Linked DNA regions of Mus musculus: all the other regions are linked to region 2. Evidence: chromatin contacts called from public Hi-C and promoter capture Hi-C data. All regions are on one chromosome and are shown on one strand. Each heading gives the region's core, a stretch centred on a gene start, on an enhancer-like site or on the middle of the called end of the contact. The rest is flanking DNA. Distances are from core to core; before and after follow the strand shown. Region 1 overlaps Plg (plasminogen). Region 2 holds the start of Igf2r (insulin-like growth factor 2 receptor). Region 3 overlaps Plg (plasminogen). Region 4 holds the start of Map3k4 (mitogen-activated protein kinase kinase kinase 4).

Region 1 (2,700 bases), core at 123-2,622, 370 kb after region 2:
TCCTTTCCTCCTTCCTTTCTTTCTTCCCCTTCCTCCTTCTCTTCATTCCCTTCCCTCCCTCCCTCTTTCTCTCCTTTCCCTTCCTTCCTTCCTTCCTTCCTTCCTTCCCTTCCTCCCTTCTCTCTCCCCCACTCCCTCCTTAATTAATTCTCTCACTTCCTTCCACTGTCTTACTGCAATGGCCCCCAATACTCTTGCTCTCTGGCAACTCATACCCCATGAGAGCACTGTGCTTCTGGCTAGTAAGGCTTCCCAGGTGAGGACTGAAAGAAATGGAGATGCAGATGCCACTAGAAATATTAGCCTGTGAGCCAAACATAAAACTACACTCCAGTGATTTGCAGTGGAATGACCCAGCCCAATGATGGGAGCCAGCATCAGCCTTAGCACAGGGAAGCGGTGGTATTAGTTCTAAGCTTTATGGTGACTTGTTCTCACAGGGATTTCACCAGTGGGACCTTACCACCTCCACTGATTCCCCTTGCTTCTACAGAATTTCTCAGGAAAGGGAGCCAGTTAATGGCTTCTCCTCGTTCAGGCCTATTTCTCAAAAGCCAAGTTCCTGTCATATTCTGCCCTCAGTAATCTCAGAGAAATTTGGTCCACACGAGTTAGCCTAAAGCATGGGGCACATGGAAACCTAAACCAGCTATTAATCCTCTCATGGTTAAAATCAAAGACATACGCATCTGGGAAGTTCTCTGGGGTCTTCGAATGCCTGTGTGGAAACATAGCTGCCCAGGACTGGCACTTCTTCCCTGTGATGGTAGTGGACGATGTACCCCGATAGCTCTGCCCATCGCTCTGGTAGCATTCCTGGACCACAGGTGTTTGCTCCTCTGGTGGAACTGAAATCAAAGCGGAAGAAATTGAGACCAATAAGATCTGAAACAGGCAGACCTGAGCACTAATTTACGACACATGAAGTAAACCAGTCTCTCTGTACGTGTGTGTGTGTGTGTGTGTGTGTGTGTGTGTGTGTGTGTGTGTGCATGTGTGTGTAGTGTGTGTATGCTCACACACAACAAGTACACCATTTATAGTGTTGTACCACGTATTGAAAAAAACCTTGGAAGATGAATAAGATTGGCCAGAGTGTTGATAACTGGAAATGCCATTATGTACAAGTTATTTTTATGAATTGCTACCAGATGTTCATGAGAACAAGAGGCCAGGATGCTCTGTAATGAGGGCACCAGGCAGGACGGGGCTAGACCTATCATTCTTGCATACTTCCCTAGACTTTCTTTGGTCATAGGATACCAAAGCCTTGAGCTTCTGGGGATGGGGCAGAGCTGGTCCTGCCTCTAGGACATAAGAAAAAGGCCATTTATTCTCAGAGATGACCACAGTAGGACTCTAGCTGGTTAGGACTGTGAAATAGTCTTGGTTAGTTTGTGAGTGGATCCTCAGACACAGGAACCTCAAAAAATAAGAACAAAATAGAAATTCAAGGAGCAAAACCCACAGCATCGGAGATGAAGAATTCCTGCAAGAGACTGATCAGCAGACGGCAGGGTTAAGCGAGCAGCCAGTGAGCTTAAAAGTAATTGGGTAATGGGTTCCACATGACACAAAAGAAAAGGATGGATGGTGGCAAGGAGACCACGGACAGAATAACTACGTTAATGATGGACTTAAAGCCAAGCATGCACAGTGATATTAATGCAAATATCTCGGTCAGAAGGCTAATGAGACTCATCACACAAACACTAATGTAGGCAGAGCTGCAAAGTCTCTGTTCAAATGAGTAAAGATAAACTTCAGAGTTTCCGAGACAGAAGGAGTATTTTCAGAAACAATGGCATGACAGAGGAGACATCATCCCATCGAGAAGATAAAGAGGTCTTCAATGGGTACGTGCCTACCAACAGAGCTTCACAATACAGAAAGCAAACAGAAGCAAACGAAACAGACTAATCTGCAGTTAAAGTCGGACCTGTAAGCAATACAGTAGGAATACAGAACCCTAATAGAGTTTGCAAGTTGACTTTTATAAGCTTCCCAACCACAACAAAAGTCAAGATTTCAAGAGCTTGGGGATCTCTCACCAAGGCTGAATCCTGTGCTACGGAGCAAACAACAGGTGAAATACTACAAATGAAATGATAGAAGCCTCACTCCGACCCACAGCAAGATTAAGTGAAGCAAAGGTACCACACCCTGATAGATGGCAAAGAAGCCAGTAGAGACAAACTTGTATAGTGCTGCTGCTCAGTGAGCCCTTGTGACCCACTCTTACCTGAGGAATCTGACTGGTCTGGTGATGCTGAGGACTCGCAGGATGGAATCTCACAGTACTCCCACCTCAGCTGGCTGTCAGTGGTATAGCACCAGGGAGCAGTTTCTCCATCTGGGTTCCGGCAGTAGTTCTCTTCCAGATTTCTAGAACGGAAGTATGGGTTTCGCGCTTCAAAGACTTTCAGTGAGCAAGGCGTGCACATGCTTGTTAGAAGGAGTGCTGTACATGTCTAACACGCTAGAATCGTGCATGCTGAATGATTGACAGGTACCAAGAGGAAGCTTGAATTGGGCTTAGACATCACATGGCATGGCAGGTTATCTGGCATAGAAGAAGCAATGACTAAAATATATTCTTTGGGCTAGAAGTGGCTCAGTGGTTAAGAGCACCGATTGTTCCTCCAGAGGTCCTGAGTTCAATTCCCAGCAACCACATGGTGGCTCCACAACCATCTATAA
Region 2 (2,700 bases), core at 105-2,604:
TTCGTGATACAACCACCTCTCAATAATGCCATCACCTGGGGACACAAGACTTCACCAAAGGCTTGGTTTATGGGGTGCTCCATTTCCAAAGCCATCCAAAGAAAATGTATTTTGGGGATGATACTTTGAGTGGAAGTTTACATTCTGGTTCACAGCTAACTCTTCATTTAGCGGTTTTCTCACTGACAACACTTGCCTGCATTAGTTCTAACACTAGAGAGGACAAACATGAACTCCAGCTTCTATCAAGGGACTACTCCTGTACCCCTGACCCTCAAATGGTCCTTCTTCATCAGGAACAGGCCATCCTCTTCCATCCAGCAGGCAGCTCCTGGAGGGATGCACGTGGAGTGAAGGAATGGAATATCTGCCTAGCTAGTAAGATCAGTTGACCAATCCTGGTGTCACAGCCAGATTGTCTTCCTGCCCAGTGACCTCTTCTTGGTTTCTTGGTAATAACAGCGGACCTGGCCACATTCAGCCAGCCTGGCTGGCCAGCAAACATCGGAGATGCCCTCGTCTCTGCCTCCCCACCAAAGTTCCAGGGGTTGGGTGCTGGGGCTTGAGCTCAGACCCGCAGGCACATTACAGTCTGAGCCATTTCCTAAGGCTCATTTACTGTACTTTCACTAGGTTACCGCCTTATGTAATATGGATGCTGCATATTATCTTTACAGAATAATAAAACTTTGTAACAGAGGTGGTGGTACACGCTTCTAAACCTAGAACTCGGTAGGCTTAAGTAGAGGGATCTGAACTCCAGTATAGCCTGAGCTACATAGTAAGCAATCTCACGCTAAAAGTTTTTTTTTGTTTGTCATTTGCTTGTTACATTTTGGTTTCTCTGCACACTGCATATTAGTCCACCAGTCACCTAACTTGCTGTAGAAAGCCCTGCTTGGGAAGTCACATTTCCACAGAGCTGCTGTGAGGCTCTCCGGGGCATGAGTCGGAAACTCCCACGCGGGATTCTAGAAAGACTGACCTCTTAACCCTGCATCCACTTGCAACACTAAACATCAACCTGGGCTTTTCCACCTAACTCCATCTCGGCCACCGTACTGGTCTCGGTTGAAGAAGAGAGAGTTAGGAAGCGCTCAAGCGCAGACGCAACCTGGGTGCTGGACGGGGAAACTGAGGTCTGGCTCTGAGGCGTCACCCCTCGCCGCGCGTGAGCAACCCTGGGGTTGTCAGGCCTCGAGTAGGTACCTGGCGCTCGTGCCCGGCCCGCAACACTTCCTGTCCCGCGCGCGTGCGATGCTCATGTGACCCGGGACTGGGCGGAGAGCACCTGAACGAGGACGTCACGTGAGCAGGAGGCGGGGCGGGGGCGGGCCGACTCAGGTCACGTGACGCTCCGGGGACGGCCACGGAGCGCCTCCTCGTCGCACTCCCCCCTGGCTCCAGTTCTCTCTCCTCTTTCTCCCTCCAGCTCCCGTTGCAGCTTCGACTCCGCTGTGGTGGCGCGACCGTGTCCCAGGCGCGGCTCCAAACGGCCAGCCGCCGTGAGCCCCACGCCACACGCGATGCGGGCCGTTCAGCTGGGACCGGTGCCCTCCGGGCCGCGCGTCGCGCTCCTGCCGCCGCTCCTGCTGCTGCTGCTCCTGGCGGCCGCGGGCTCCGCGCAGGCCCAGGCCGTCGACTTGGACGCCCTGTGCAGGTGGGTGTCTTGCGTGGCGGGCGCGGAGCCCCGAGGACACGCAGACCTCCGCCCCGCCCCGCCCCCGCGGGAAAGTTGCCCGCGTGGTGGCCGCGGCGGCGCAGGAGGACGCGCCGCCGTGGCACTGGCCCCCGGAGCCCCCCGTGCCCGGCCACTTGTGGCTGTCATAAGTCGGGCGGCTTTGTGCGACTCCCGGGGCCCGGTGTGTCCGTCGGAAGTTGCAGGGGGCAGAGCTAAGGCTGGGCTTTTGTCCCGCTGCACGTTTCCATTGAAGTTCCAGCCGTGGGGCTTCGGAGGCGTCCCCTCTAGTGTGCAGTCTCCAGGGAGTGCGAACCCACGCGATGCTCTTGGAGTTGGGTAGTGGTGGTTTCAACTGCAGATTGACCCCTTCTGTGGCAACTCTCAGTTTTCCTTATTTAAAGTAGCCATTTGTCAGTGGTTGAAGCTTTTTCTTCTTTTGACAAGGGTTGAGAGGTGGTCATCTCTGTAGGCTTTCAAGACTTTACCCTTCACGTCTCTCAGTTAGCTTCCTGTGTGGTTGCTCACATGATGTCATTGTCTCCAGAGTAGATTATTCTAGTGGAGTCTTCTGCTCTGGGATCCAAGGTTGTATAATTTCCAGTCCTGTCGAAGTTTGTTGGTGTTGGACACAGACTTGTGGGCCTAGGGAACTTCCAATACCATTAGTTTGGAGACAGGCCTCCTCTGGGCTCTTTAGGGTGAAGGGAAACCAAATCTTTTCTTGTTTTAAAAACTTTGATAAGAAGGAAGCGGGAAGAGAATCTTGAAGCCAGCTTTACCCTTGACTTTCAAAAGTGACTCAGAATGAGACGGGGCTGAGCCAAACTTGATGTTTCTAATGGTAGTCCAGGCTCTTTAGTCCTTTGTATCAGAGAGTTTTGTTCTCTCACCTGGAGTTAATAATTTGTAGGACTTGTTAGTGTAAGAATGAGCTGACCAGAATTCTATTTCTCATTTTGGAGAGTATTTGGAGGGAGACACTGCTGCACTGCGGCTTATAGACCAATTAGCTGCCCAAA
Region 3 (2,700 bases), core at 144-2,643, 350 kb after region 2:
AGCCCTAGGGACTGCCCTTGTCTCCACCTCCCCAGCACTGGGATTACAATGGGGCTACCATGTCCAGATCGTTTTACCGTACATGGGTTCTGGGGATCCAATGCTGTTTTCCACATGGACACAGCTGAGACTTCTCCATATTTTCAATGGAAAAGCCTATTTTCCAATTTGGCAAGCCCCATTTGCAAGGTAAGCAATTTACCATAAGAACAATGTGTGTGTGTGTGTGTGTGTGTGTGTGTGTGTGTGTGTGTGTGTGTGTTGGGCACCACTCCTTGAGATGATGTGTGAGCCCTAAGGATCCACATGCTTCCACCTCCCTGGAACTGGTATTACAAGTATACACCACCAGGTCCGTATTTACAGTTCTGGGGATCCAAACCAAGTCTTTATGCATATAAGGCAAAAGCTTTACCAACTGGGCCATCTCCCCAGACCTTGGGACATTTTAATAATGCCACAATCTCCCTGATAGCTGAGTGGAGAATGATTATCTAGTGGTCGTGGGGTTTTCTCTTGCCATTAGGGAAATGGTTTAGAAAGACAACGATGGTCGCTCCACACTGTAAACGGACGGCAGGCATTTCAGACTGTCCCTTTTATGTGTGGATACTAATGGCCTCCCCAAAGCCATATCTTTGACTAATCATTAACTGTTCAAGGAACAAGCTGGTAACATAGTACAATTTCATTTAATTCATCTAATTAATTCATTTACTTCTTGCACCAGTTCCAGAAAGTAGCAACTTCTATGATTCCTGATAGGCAATTAAGGAAACCAAGGCTTAGTGTGGACAGTGTTTACCTGGAACTTGGAGCTGTGGGCCCTTCCCGCCCCCACTCCCTGTTCACAAAGGCTCCACACCTCTACCTCTGCCATCTATTTTCAGCCCATGATATTTTCTTAAGTCTAAGTTCTCAGAAACAACATATACATGTTTATATTCAGGATATTTTCGAGATAGGTATGGCCAGAAAACACACCAGAAAACATCAGTCCATAACACCCTCACGAGTGTCCACGTTGAACTATTATTAAAATATTAATAATTTTTAACTAGCTAATGTAATAGGTGTAAATTGTTTTGATTCATTTTTCTAATCTATATTTCTCCAGCAATGAGAGAAAGGGAACATTTAATCCCTTACTCGATTTATGAGTTGTATCTCTTCTTTATATATTAAAAAACAAAAACAAACAAACAAAACAGAAACAAACAAACAAACAAAAAAACCCTGCTGCTTTTGTGTGCCAGACGCCAGACTGAGCCAGAACACTTGCAGCAATGCCAGAGGAAGGGCTGTTGTGCAGAGGGATCCACCCAGGACTTAGCGAGCTTGACGAGAACCCAGCTTTCCAGTTTGCAAGCCCAGCTTTCTCCAGAGTTTTGTAACACGCTTTTGCTTTGCTAGCACAGAGCAGCCAAGAAATAAAGGACAGTGCCTTCCCCTGACACTTGGACTAGACTTGTCTTAGGTTCAGAAAAATGTGTAATCTGTCTGGTGATTATAGGAGCTGGAAGAGACATGTCTTAAGGTCATGGGACCAGAAGGGATGGTGGGCATTGCTCGAACTAAGTCCAGGAGTGGAGATACATATTAGGCTGAAATTGTTCTGAGCCCTGAGGAAACCACCTCTGGGTGGTTTACAGGACGTTGTGGTCTGTGAAGATATGCTGCCATCTGGTGGCCAAAGGAGAGAAGGCATCTCTGGAGGCCTGAAGGGTACTAGTAAATGACCTAGGGGCAAAAGCCCTACTGGGGGGGGGTGGGGGGGCACCAGGCTAAGTCTAGCAGTAGTCAGGCCCCCTGAAAATCCAGGAGGACAGCAAAAACCAATCTAGAAGAATCCTCAGCCTCAACACCAGCTAGCCATTGGAGTTTGAAAATCTGAGAAAGCCTGAGGCGTGAAGTGAAGAGAGATTTACCTAGGAAGCTAAAATCGCTGATTGACTAGATGTCGTTATTGCCATCTAGTAATGGTGAGGTGGAAATGATGATGACGATGATGGTGATAAGGGTGACTGTGAATGATGGGGATGTTGGTGATGTTGATGTTGGTGATAGAGACAAGTCTAGCCACAGCGTCTGGGGAAGGGACTGTCCGTGATTTCTGGGCTGCTCTGTGCTAGCAAAGCAAAGGCATGCTACAAAACTCTGGAAAAAGCTGGGCTCAGCAGCAGCAGCTGCAGTTTGCAACTGTAACAGAAGTATGTTTACTCAGGTCTTTATGGATACGGGGAACAGAGAAAGGGGGTTCTGGTGCTCAATGGGCTACCTCCCCCTCTTACCATCCCCCCCACCCCCAAAATGCCCATGGTATGTCCAGAGCTATGTCTCCTAGTTGTCCAGTTGACAATGAAGATCAATCACAAAGTTGATTTTGGGGGTGGGGAGGCGGGGCTTAGAAGCCTTTCACTCAACATTCCAAGGGCGGCTGAGGGATCAGCTCTTGTTGTGTACGGGCGTGCGTGGGCCTTGCCCCCAACTACAGAGCAGATCATGTAGCAAAGGTCTGAGCCAGGCGGAACTGGTTCAGAAAAACGTGGCTCAGGACCAGAGTCTGAGCTTTCCCAGCCTAGGCAGGTTATTGTTCCCACTGTGGGAAAAGTGACACCCTTTATTCCCATTGAGAGAGCCAAAAGTAACCCAACATCTGTAGCCACGATCCTCGTGTGACCTGAATGACTCCCAGATGGT
Region 4 (2,700 bases), core at 122-2,621, 450 kb after region 2:
TTGTGTTCAGCGTTTTATGAGTGGGAAGCAGTGTGCCCATTGGCTCACTTCCTGGCAGCAGTCAGAGGTTTCCTTATCGACTCTCCTCATATGCAATTTAAGGAGGGCTCAGGTTAGCCCAGTGTAGAGGGAGACGAAACTATCAGAATTACAGAGAGATGGGAAACACTCTGCAGAGCTCTCAGTGAAAATGAATGGGTCTTTAAAATTATTAGGATAGACTGAGTTCATTTCCTTTGAATGCTTCGTTTTGCTTTGTTCTCTCTCCCTCCATTAGGCAACTTCTCACGGCTGCTTCCTTAGTGTCTCCCGAAGTCCTAATGCAATATGTGCACTGAATAGTTGTTGACTGACTGCATGTTGTTGAATTAATGAAAGGGATGTCAACTCAGAAATCCAGCACTGGCAGACATTATAGATAATGTAGTCTACTGTAACAACAGCAAGAGTATGCTCTTTAATTACAGAGACATTTCTGTAACACAGCTGATTTCAGAGTATCTTTATCTTGCTTAGCTCTTAAATCTTACCTTGAAATTTTTTCTTTCAGTCAGTTAAAAAAATTTGTTCAAAATTTATATCTCTACATAGCAAAGCTAAAGAATCATTTTTTTAAAAAAAATCAAACTAAGTGGAAACAAACATATTTGATTCTGAATACGATTTCTGAACTGAATCTGGATTTCAGAAGGCATGATTGCAACTCAAAGGCTGTAAAGCTGCGCAAGCTAAGAATGACTGAAAGATGCTCTGCTATTTCAATTCTTTTAATAACTTCAAATCTTTACAACTTCTTTATCCCTTTCTTTCTTCTTTAGTGTAGCAACTGTGCAAGTTTCTGAAAAAGCACTTTCTAACCTTGGGATCCTGGGTGAGGACGGCGTCCTCTGCTGCCTGATTGGTGTGTCACTCTGATGGTCTGAGTCTGCAGAAGGCCCACACTTCCATGTCAGAGCTGTGGGCGTCTGGGTGACATCATCCTTATTCCGAAAGGCAGAATCCAGTGGCGCAGAGACCTTGAGCTCCAGTTTATGAAGCATTCCTGCTCGCCCAGACAACCCTACCTCTCCAAATGTCTCCTGTGCCCTTAGCCTCAGGACCTCCCGAGGCCACCCGCGGTCACCCAGCGACACCTGATTTACCACTGGCCAGTGCGCTCCTCCCTCCCGCCTCGCCCCGCCCAGGCGGACTCAGCCGCCCGCCGAGGCGTGTCCCTCGCTGCCCGCCGTAGCCCAGCGTTCGGCCGGCCGCCGTTCCCAAGATGGCCGCTGCGCGCACGGCTCCTGCGGCGGGCTAGAGGCGGAGGCGGAGTCGAGTCACTCCCTCACCCCGCGGCTCCTGGTCTTCCCGCACCAGGCTGCAGCTGACGACCCGCCGCGGTCATGCGAAGCTTGGTGCACGGATGAGAGACGCCATCGCCGAGCCGGTGCCCCCTCCTGCCCTCGCCGACACCCCTGCAGCCGCCATGGAGGAGCTGCGGCCAGCACCGCCGCCACAGCCCGAGCCGGATCCGGAGTGCTGCCCAGCGGCGAGGTGAGTGCACGGCTGCAGCTGCAGCTCGGAGGGAGCAGGGTGGCGCGTGAAGGGGGCGTGGGGTCCTCGGCTGCGCGCCAGGTGGGCGCGGAGCATCCGGACCTCCGGTGGCGGGAGGGGCGCGGTGCAGCGCGGAGCCCGGTGCTCCGCTTCCGCGCGACCCCTGCCCGGGCTCGGAGGCCAAGCTCCCGAGCGACCCTGGCCTTTGCAGTAGTGCTCCCCGGGGCCCTGCTGCAGACAGCCCCAGCTTGCCCCGGACTGCCGCTCGGGCTCGGATCAGTGATCGGATGGAAGGAAGGTGGTCCATCTTTCTCCTTTTTCCAGGAAAAGAGAGGCGACGTGCCTCTCGGCAGTTCCTTGCTCCTTCAGCCCTTTGCAGCGCGCCTCCCAGCCTTCTGTCCCCAGGGCGAAGCTTCACGTAACTGCAGACAAGGTTCCTTGTCAGAGATCCTTTTACTGTCTTCTAGCAACAGCCTGATGCAGTGTTGCGCACGAAAATAGCTAAGGGTTTATGTGTGAAACTTTGCTACCGCAGGAAGCTCCAAGATGGAACTTTGGTACCCAGAGTATCTGTTGCATTCTGCTCCGTAGAAGCTCTTTTAACTGCTACGAAGAGTCTCAAGTTTTAATTGGGAGGGTAAACTCACGGTGTCCTGATTTTGTGTTTAAATGCCAGTCCTTTGCATCTCAGGATAAACTTTGACTGCTTCCTGTCCCCTATAGTGAAAACACTCCCACAACTCCTCCTGGCTTAAGGTCTCGCTCTATAACCTCAGGAAGAAGGCAGTTAAATAGCTTTGCTTTTTCCTGCTTGAAGAAATAGCAAATTTATAGTTGTAGCGAGACCCGAACACGGGAGCCATTCACATCCTTGCTTGTCACCACTGGGTTGCCTGAGAGGAATTTTACTTTTTCAAAGCCGTGAGAGCTACTGCATTGTGTTTCTTAATTTCAAGATAGTTCTGTGACATCTTTTGGGGCATTTTCTTTAAGGAATAGTACAGGGTGCTATTAGAAGTCTTTTTTCAGAAAGTTCATAATTTTCTTAATGTATTGAGCTGTTGAGCAATTTTTACTCCTTTAATCGTTATTTTAGAAATAATAAATGTGAGTCCTTACTTAATGCTTAAAATGTTTTATCACGTAGCCATTACTTTTGTTAATTCA

What was found. Promoter capture Hi-C pulls out the DNA fragments that hold promoters and counts their contacts. Hi-C and Micro-C count contacts between places; a contact is called where the count stands out from the background.
Region 1: a contact with region 2 is called in a promoter capture Hi-C map of the HPC-7 cell line, with 6 times the contacts expected there. The contact joins the enhancer-like site here to the promoter of Igf2r in region 2. A contact is called at or near these places in 5 of 39 promoter capture datasets (the HPC-7 cell line, cranial neural crest, frontonasal cranial neural crest and 1 more) and 2 of 9 other capture datasets (adipose tissue and embryonic stem cells).
Region 3: a promoter capture Hi-C map of the HPC-7 cell line shows a contact between it and region 2, with 3 times the contacts expected there. The contact joins the enhancer-like site here to the promoter of Igf2r in region 2. A contact is called at or near these places in 14 of 39 promoter capture datasets (the 3T3-L1 cell line, 3T3-L1-derived adipocytes, the HPC-7 cell line and 9 more), 3 of 484 Hi-C or Micro-C datasets (cortical neurons and neurons) and 2 of 115 datasets of contacts at active chromatin or transcription factors (astrocytes and stem cell-derived neural progenitor cells).
Region 4: a Hi-C map of rod photoreceptor shows a contact between it and region 2, with 6 times the contacts expected there. The contact joins the promoter of Map3k4 here to the promoter of Igf2r in region 2. A contact is called at or near these places in 5 of 39 promoter capture datasets (the HPC-7 cell line, cranial neural crest, embryonic stem cells and 2 more), 1 of 484 Hi-C or Micro-C datasets (rod photoreceptor) and 5 of 115 datasets of contacts at active chromatin or transcription factors (bone marrow-derived dendritic cells, embryonic stem cells, extraembryonic endoderm stem cells and 1 more).

The regions. Positions count from the first base shown.
Region 1 is chr17:12,396,238-12,398,937 of GRCm38.p6, reverse strand. It overlaps Plg (plasminogen), which reads right to left. Exons shown (of 19, transcript NM_008877.3): 9 at 2,243-2,385; 10 at 686-848. Among named protein-coding and RNA genes, the nearest start is that of Plg, 19 kb to the right of the region's middle. Within about 2 kb of position 1,372, at least 2 of the 459 cell types and tissues checked have an H3K27ac peak or open chromatin away from gene starts, as enhancers often do.
Region 2 is chr17:12,768,360-12,771,059 of GRCm38.p6, reverse strand. Igf2r (insulin-like growth factor 2 receptor) reads left to right here and starts at 1,354. Exons shown (of 48, transcript NM_010515.2): 1 at 1,354-1,660. The coding sequence starts at 1,527. The region is part of intron 1 of Airn (antisense Igf2r RNA); the gene reads right to left.
Region 3 is chr17:12,415,399-12,418,098 of GRCm38.p6, reverse strand. The region is part of intron 17 of Plg (plasminogen); the gene reads right to left. Among named protein-coding and RNA genes, the nearest start is that of Plg, 38 kb to the right of the region's middle. Within about 2 kb of position 1,393, at least 48 of the 459 cell types and tissues checked have an H3K27ac peak or open chromatin away from gene starts, as enhancers often do. A contact at or near this core is called in the HPC-7 cell line and liver, where this site is marked.
Region 4 is chr17:12,317,331-12,320,030 of GRCm38.p6, reverse strand. Map3k4 (mitogen-activated protein kinase kinase kinase 4) reads left to right here and starts at 1,371. Exons shown (of 27, transcript NM_011948.2): 1 at 1,371-1,533. The coding sequence starts at 1,403. 4732491K20Rik (RIKEN cDNA 4732491K20 gene) reads right to left here and starts at 1,178. Exons shown (of 2, transcript NR_045290.1): 1 at 859-1,178.